2 separate regions of the Sus scrofa genome follow, and region 2 is linked to region 1. The links are chromatin contacts, called in public Hi-C maps. All regions are on one chromosome and are shown on one strand. The core of a region is the stretch at or near the end of the contact, and the rest is flanking DNA. Distances in the headings are between cores, read along the strand shown.

Region 1 (4,152 bases), core at 1,487-3,986:
GACTTTGCTTAGTATCTTAATCTCTAGGTCCGTCCATGTTGCTGCAAATGGCATTTTGTTCTTTTTTGATGGTCAAGTAATATTCCATTGTATTTATGTACCACATCTTCTTTGTTTCCCTGTTGGTGGACATTTAGGTCGTTTCTATGTCTTGGCTAGAAAATGGTGTTGCTGTGAACATAGGGGTGTGTGTACCTTCTTGAATTATACTTTTGTCTGGATATATGCCAGGAGTGGGATTGCGGGATCATGGGGTAACTCTGTTTTTGTTTTTTTTTGAGGAATCTCTATGCTATTTTCCATAGTGGCTGCACCAGCTTACATCTGCAGGAGGTAAATATTATCTTTCCTTTTGCCCATCTTCTTTCCTGTTGGTGCCAAGTGTCCGTATTCGTCAAAGGACTCTTCCTGCCCCGCAGGTGGGTAGAGTCCTCCAAGGCTGGCCAGTTAGAGGACTTCCTAACTGGAATCTTTGTTCCCAGGGTGGACCAATGACCTAAGAGAGTCACGTAGAGTCTTTTGAAAGAGCAAAAGGGATACAGAGAGAGAGCTTCTTATTTCTCCTGAGACTGCACTGGAAAGAACCCTGCCAGTCTAGAGGTCCTGGGGGTTGTCTCTACTGCCGCAGGGAATGAAGCCAACATAGAGGAAGACAGAGAAGGAGATTTGTCCTGATGTTAGAGTTTGATACCCTTCATTCACTAATGCCCGAAGCCGGAAACCCTATGGAATAACAGATACAGTAGTTGATAAAATCCTTTCCCCTTACTTAAGCTAGATGGGTTTGCATTTAGAGTTTAAGTTTTCGGCTATAGTATGTTGAAAATGAAACAGTCCTAAAACAAATGATTTTGTAAATGTGTGTGTATACTATGTGTACATATATAAGCACTTTTTCAATTTTATTAAAAAAAAAAAAATCTTGCAGCCATGCCCTGGGCACGTGGAAGTCTCCAGGCCAGGGATCGAACCTGCCCCACAGCAGTGACCTGAGCTGTTGCAGTGACAACACCAGATCCTTAACCTGATGTGCCACAAGAGAACTCCACTAGCACTTTTTTTAGCTAGGGAATTTTTTTTTCCCCAACTCAAATTTCTGTTAGAACTCCAAAACATAATACTTTCACTGGATCAGGGACGGAGTTCTGAAGGCCCAGAGGCCCATTCATCTCCCTTAGCCTCCACTGCGTCACTCTGAGGCAACCCTGTGAAAACGTAGGACCTGTGGGACAAAAATGAAAGCCTGGCCTTGGAGCAATGAATGTGCATTTTAAAGGCATTTCCCCCTTCAGTTAATTAAGGCCTAATTTTAAGGTTTAAATAGAAAGTCCAATAAACCTTGTTGAATGTTTACAGGATTTAAATGTCTCCCTCAGACACTTTTTTGGACAGCATCAACTATTAAGCTAATTAAGTATTAGTGTAATTAAACCTGAGTCCAGCTAAGGTAGGTGATTGTGCCCAGGAGCTTCTGGCAGCTTCCTGCCGGGTGTAGAACACCTGTCTGAGGCAGAAAGAGCAGTGTGTGTGTTGCCCCAGACGGTGTGAGGCAGGGCAGTGTTAGCACAAACTCAGAGAAACTGGAGGGAGACTTGCAGAAGTCTCCCTCTCCCTTTTTAGAGTGAGATGGAGAAAAAGAGCATTTGAGGCCCTGAATCTCTCTCATTGTTTATTTATGTATTTTGCTTTTTTTTGTTTTGCTTTGTTTTTTGTCTTGTCTAGGGTTGCACCCATGGCATATGGAAGTTCCCAGGCTGGGAATCCAATCAGAGCTGCAGCCACAGCAAAGCCAGATCTGAGCCGCATCCACAACCTACACTGCAGCTTGCAGCAACGCCGGATCCTTAACCCACTGAGCAAGGCCAGGGATCAAACCTGTATCCTCACAGATACTGGTCGGATTTGTTTCCACTGTGCCACAATAAGGACTCCCTGTCATTGTTTATTATTATTATATTATTTTCTTTTTAGGGCCATACTTGCAGCATATGGAAGTTCCCAGGCTAGGGGTTGAGTTGGAGTTGCAGCCACCATCGTACACCACAGCCACAGCAACTCAGGATCTGAGCCACATCCTCAACTTATACCACAGCTCACGGCAACGCCGGATCCCACTGAGGGAGGCCAGGGATAGAACCCGCATCCTCATGGATACTAGCTGGGTTCTTATCCCACTGAGCCAGCAGGGGAACGCCCTTTCCTTAGTAACCTTTGCCTGATTCTACCCTGTGGCCTGAAGGAGGCCTCCATCCTCAGCAGCAAACACACGCATTTCCTTAGGCCGCGGATGTTAGACGTGGCTGTGGACCCACCACTCCGACTCCCAGCACAAAGGGGATCATTGAACAGACTTTCAAAGGGGCTTAGTAATCCTGGGAGTTAGCGGTTCTGCAGTGCCTAGTTAGACTTTGAGGGGGAGCTGAGGAGGCAGGTATCAGCGCTTTTCTTCTGTAAACAAACTCCTGTTGTCAGGAGAGAGAGCGATGCTTTGCAGAAGAACAACCGGCAGAAACTCAGAATGCATAAACCATGACAGCCTGCAATAAAGCCCTGTAAAAAGTAACCCATTTTCTCACTGTGCCCTGGGGATTGCCATCTGTGTTAAAGAAAAACATTTCGGTGTTTTTCTCTGACCTTGTTTTCTCTTGATCTTTTATTTTCTTCTATTTATAGTGTGATTCTTTCAACACTCAGCCTGGCTTTGCCTCTGCTCGGTTCATTTTGCTTTGCTATTTTTAACACGTTGTTGGGGTGGTTTTGGATCAAAGTCTTGTGTCTTGGCAGCATAAGCCATTCAGCCAACAAAGGCATAGTAGTCACTGAAGTGACGCCAGATCAGAATTTTTTTTAAGTGTAAGCATTTCAAGTGGTTATGTGAATTCTGGTAAGATTTGCTTTGGAGAAAGAAGCATTTATTTCCTAGTACTGATCTCATTTCCTTCTAAAGTGGTCTCCTCAAATAATTGCTTGCATCATTAGAAGAAAATTCAGTTTCCTAGACACAAGCCAAAGTCTGAGGCTAAAAGTTCAACTGCATCTGCTAAGAAAGTAAATAACGTATTGGCAACTTTTTTTTTTTTTTTAAACTAATGGGAAATTGCTACATGGCCACAGGTTTTATTTTTTTTATTATCTATTTATTTTTTTTTCTACTTAAAAAAAATTTTTTTATTACTCAAATGAATTGATCACATCTGTAGTTGTATAATGATCATAACAATCTGATTTCACAGGATTTCCATCCCACAGCCCAGGCACATCCCCCCACCCCCCAGGCCACAGGTTTTAAAGTTCTTCCTTCTTTCTGCTCCTGATAAATTCCAATTCAGGAGATTTTGTTCTACTCCTGTCATACTTACAGATGAAATTAAGAGAGTGGATCTTCTGGAATAGTTCAAAATACTTTGCTGGCTAATCACCTGTCCTATATCTGTAGCCCAACTTTCTGAACAAAAGCTTAGAGACATTGATTCATTCATTCCTTCAGTGGTCACTGAATTAGAACCTTTCCCCAGGACCCTCTGATTGGGAAGGAACAAATGTTAATTTTTCACCTGGGTGGGCCGATTGCCTGTGGGTGTGTCCTTGGTGCAGGTGCTAAGGTTGCCAGCAGATCTTTCTCTGGTCTCAGGCTAGATGTCCCTACCTTCTCTTGGTGGTGAGGGTGGAGGGCGGCCAGGGCTGGTGAGTCAGGCTTTTGAGCCCTGGGTTCTGCGGCTGCCCACTGGGGCTCCTTGCGGAGGGGCTAGATGTGGCCCCTGCCATGTTGGCCGATTTGCCAGTGGCCAGGAGAAGTGCTCGGCATTATTTAGAAACGCCTGAGTTCAAATAAGGGTGAGGGAGATGGTGTTTCTCCTTGCCTTCCTCACTGCCCCCTCCACTAGATTCATGTAATTTCCTGGAAGGGAAAGGAACTTGACCTGCTGTGGCTTCAACAGGTGGATCTGTTTGAGCCACACCACCAAGAATTGGTGACCAGCCAGGTATGCCTTTCTTACTCTTCGAGGTGCAACAGTCATTGCTGCTGTGTGTTCTGTGTACCAGGGACTCCAGCTCTACCAGTAAAAATTCTCATCCTCATTTTCAGATGGAGAGAAGTGAGGTCCGCGGAGCTGAGGGGGCCCACCTAAGGCCCACAGTTTGAGAGATGGA
Region 2 (4,085 bases), core at 1,133-3,632, 69 kb before region 1:
TTTTTCTTAGAGTCCCCATATATTTGGTTGTGATTTTAATTTATTTTTTTGCGCCTATGTGGCTAAGATTTAACCTACCTCCAGATCTTTGATGAATCAGCACAACGCACATACTCAGAGCAGACTACTCCCATTTTCATTTAAACTTTTTATGTATTTATTTATTCTCTTTTTATGGATGCACCTGTGGCATATGGAACTTCCTGTGCCAGGGGCTGAATTGGAGCTGCAGCTGCAGGCCACAGCCACTGCCACAGCAACACTGGCTCCTTAACCCACTGAATGAGGCGAGGGATCAAACCCGCATCCTCATGGACACTGTGTCAGGTTCTGAGCTGAAACAGGAACTCCCTTTCTTTTCAATTATTATTCTTCCCCTTACTGACTCCTCCATCCACTAGTTAGTTTTCCATCTTTTTAAAAAGGTGTGTGAATAATTCTCAGGTGGTTAAGCCCTCGGTTATTATAACCCTTAGGTATTATCCCTGGGGTTAGAAATACAATAAACCTACTGGAAGGCCTTGGCTGTTTATGACAGAAAGTCAAAGAAAAGCTACTAAAGCAATATGCTTTTCAGTTAACTTAATTCTATAGCAACTCTCTGGGATGGGTCTGTCACTATTCCTGTTGACAGAGAGGTGATTTGTCTGGGTGGTGGCATGCAGCTGCCAGTGGTAGGATCAGGATTTTAATTTAAATCTAGAGTCTGAATTCTTGCGCTGTCAGGATGACAGCGTCTGGGAGAGACCCTTTGCTCTCTTGCTACAGATGATGGCCAGCGGTTGTTTGAGTAGACCTTACCTTTTGAATTTTTATGTAAATGTATACATTTTTCCTTTCCCTCTCCTTAGTCAATTCTTCTTTTTTTTTGGGGGGAGGGTCTTTTTAGGGTTGCTCCCATGACATATGGAGGTTCCCAGGCTAGGGGTCCAATTGGAGCTGTAGCCACCGGCCTACATCACAGCCACAGCAATGCCAGATCTGAGCAGTGTCTGCAACCTACACCACAGCTCACAGCAATGCCCGATCCTTAACCCACTGAGCAGGTCCAGGGATCAAACCTGCAACCTCATGGTTCCTAGTCAGATTCGTTTCTGCTGCGCCGTGATGGGAACTCCTTAAATGTCTTTTTAGTATGAAAACTGAAAGTTGAATTGTCTAGGTGACAGTGTCACTTTTTTGACAGCTTTTGGCCTAAACTTTAAAAATTAGACTAAACCCTTTCTTCTCAGTGAATTGTGGACAGCTACTTGTTTCCTTCCACGAGGATTCTGAAATTAGGAGGAGTGAAAATCTGAATGAAAGCTGTCACTCTCCTTAGTAGGGGAGTGATATGGGGTAGGGGGATCTGGGCGTGTTAGAAGCTGTTATCTTCAGGGCCCTTTGCAGACAGAGCTGCTGCTTTCATGGTACCTTGAGGCAGATGTGTCTGTCCTGTGGTACCTCGAGGGAGTTAGAACCTCTGAAGAGAACTTCTGCCTCTGTGTTGGGGCTTACCTGATCAGCTAGAGAGGCTGGTGTGGTAAAAGAGAAACAGCTGTTAATTGGGAGATGCACTGATGGTCTGGAAAAAACTGATCATTTTGGTGCCCACATAAAGCGGGACGTGGGGAAGGAGGAGGACGCCAACATTTTTCTACCATATGACCGATTGTGTGGTGGTCCTTGGCTAGGTTATCTCCTTTAATCTTTTTTTTTTTTTTTTTGCTTTCCAGGGCCACACCCACAGCATATGGAGGTTCCCAGCCTAAGGGTCAGATCAGAGCTATAGCTGCCGGCCTACGCCACAGCAATGCGGGATACGGGCTTTATCTTTGACCCACACCCAGCTCACAGCAATGCTGGATCCCCAACCTGCTGAGCGAGGCCTAGGATCAAACCTGTGTCCTTAGGGATGCTAGTCGGATTCGTTTCCCCTGCGCCACGACGGAAACTCCCTATCTCCTTTCATCTTTACAACCACCTTGATGCTGTTTAGAGATGATGAAACTGAGGCCACGGGAGGTTGAGATCTTGTCTGAAAGGGTGAGAGCAAGGCAGTGGCACAGCTGCAGGTCGTGTGTACGTCTGCATGTTGGGCTTCAGAATGTGGGCCTTTGGTCACTTTCACTGGAGAGTCGGCCCCCGAGACGGAAATTGGGGTTTCCTGTCCAGATTCCCCTTGGCACTAGGTGACTTAAAACCTGCTGGTCTCCAGCACTGCAACAGACTTTGGCGTTAGCATTTCAGGAGAGGATCTGTTTTCTGAAACGTGTGTGATGATGGGACAGGGAGCTCTTTGGAGCGCCTCGTGCTTTTGGAGGACGGCCCTGGCATGAGTGTGCTGCCGCCAGGAAGTTCCGCAGACTGGGCGGCTTAGACCATGAGCATTTATTTTCTCACAGCTCTGGAGGCTGAAGTCCAAGATCAGGGTATTGGCAGGTTGGGTTTCTGCTTCGGCCTCTCCGCTCGGCTTGTAGATGGTGCCGTCTTGCTGTGTCCTCTGCACAGGCCCTGGCTCTCTTCCTCTTCTAAGGACACTTCACCCTAAGGGCCTCATTTTAAACTTAGTCACCTTTTTAATGGCCAATTTCCAGTAGAGTCACATTCAGAGGGGGCTGGGGTTAGGGCTTCAACACATGAATATCTTTCAGAAGGGTGGGGGATACACTTAAGCACGTAATAGCCACAGAATACCAATATCTTCCATCATATGAGCATGGACTAATTGTCTTCGTCTAAGGGAAATATCATTTATATAAAATACAGGGAGTTCCCATCGAGGCTCAGCAGTTAACGAACCCGACTAGTATCCATGAGGTCGGGGATTCGATCCCTGGCCTCGCTCGGTGGGTTAAGGATCTAGCATTGCTGTGAGCTGTGGTGTAGGTCACAGCGGTGGCTCGGATCCCACATTGCCGTGTCTGGGTGTAGGCCAGTGGCTAAGGCTCTGATTCAACCCCTAGCCTGGGAACCTCCATGTGCCACGGGAGCAGCCCAATAAATGGCAAAAAGATGGGAAAAAATTGTAAAATATAAAGATCACACACCCACAATAGAAAAAAAAAGTGAACTCCAGAATAAGGGTGATTGATTATTTACAAAATTTTATTTTCATCGTATCGTTGGTCTACTTAACAACTGATAATAGACTTTTAAATGAAAAACTATGGAAAATAAACCTTTACCTCTATTGAGAAAAGGTGGGAGGTTAGAGCTTGAGAATTCCTTCCCCAGTTCATCAAGGAAGAGAAAAGAATGCAGCCAGTTTAAGACTCTGAGCCTGTTATCATTTGGGATTTGCCACTCGAAGCTGGGAAGATTAGGCCTCTATTTATAGGCTGTTTTCTAAGCATAACGTCATGTTCCTACTTTAATCTTTGGGATGTTGTGTGGGCACCTGACGTAGTCAGATCATGTGTTACTCCTTGACCATCATGTACATGTTTTAGGTTCTTTATTCTCTATCATTTGCTTCCTTATTTATTTGAAAAAAAATTTTTTTGACCTCTCTTTTTAATCTTTTCTAAGCTTAGCAGAAACAGGTTTTTGCCTTCACATATTTAATAAATTCTGTCTCTTTGCTCCTTCAGGGGTTCCCAAGTCCTAATTGTAGTTACCACAATGCCTTTACCTCTTGTTTCACTCTTCTCCCACCTCCCCAAATCAAGTCTTTTTAAACATTGTTAGCTTCTAGAATTATAATCATCTAAGTAATATTTTATTTTTTAGTTAAAATTTTTTTTTTTATTAAAGTCTGGTTGATTTACAAGGTTGTACCTATTTCTGCTGTAAAGTGATCCAGTCACACATATGTAAACATTCCCTTTTTTTTTTTTTTTTTGTCTTTTTATGGCTCAACCTGCAGCATATGAAGTTTCTGGGCTAGGGGTCCAATCGGAGCTGTATATAGCTGCTGGCCTACACCACAGCCACAGCAATGCCAGATCTGAGCTGCATCTGCATCCTACAGCACAGCTCATGGCAATGCCAGATCCTTAACACTCTGAGTGAGGCCTGGGATCGAACCCGAGTCCTCATGGATACTAGTCAGGTTTGTTACCACTGAGCCACAGTGGGAACTCCCAACATTCCTTTTCTTATAT

What was found. A called contact is a pair of places that touch in the nucleus more often than the background predicts.
Region 2: a contact with region 1 is called in a Hi-C map of skeletal muscle, with 1.7 times the contacts expected there. The contact joins two enhancer-like sites. A contact is called at or near these places in 9 of 47 Hi-C or Micro-C datasets (alveolar macrophages, embryonic fibroblasts, fetal heart ventricle and 3 more) and 1 of 2 datasets of contacts at active chromatin or transcription factors (skeletal muscle).

Annotation. Positions count from the first base shown.
Region 1 is chr8:134,898,720-134,902,871 of Sscrofa11.1, reverse strand. All of the region lies in intron 1 of LOC106507813 (a long non-coding RNA gene), which reads left to right. Among named protein-coding and RNA genes, the nearest start is that of GPAT3, 100 kb to the left of the region's middle. Within about 2 kb of position 2,736, at least 12 of the 83 cell types and tissues checked have an H3K27ac peak or open chromatin away from gene starts, as enhancers often do. A contact at or near this core is called in skeletal muscle, where this site is marked.
Region 2 is chr8:134,967,533-134,971,617 of Sscrofa11.1, reverse strand. The region is part of intron 2 of GPAT3 (glycerol-3-phosphate acyltransferase 3); the gene reads left to right. It also overlaps the pseudogene LOC102158409. Among named protein-coding and RNA genes, the nearest start is that of GPAT3, 33 kb to the left of the region's middle. Within about 2 kb of position 2,382, at least 3 of the 83 cell types and tissues checked have an H3K27ac peak or open chromatin away from gene starts, as enhancers often do. A contact at or near this core is called in skeletal muscle, where this site is marked.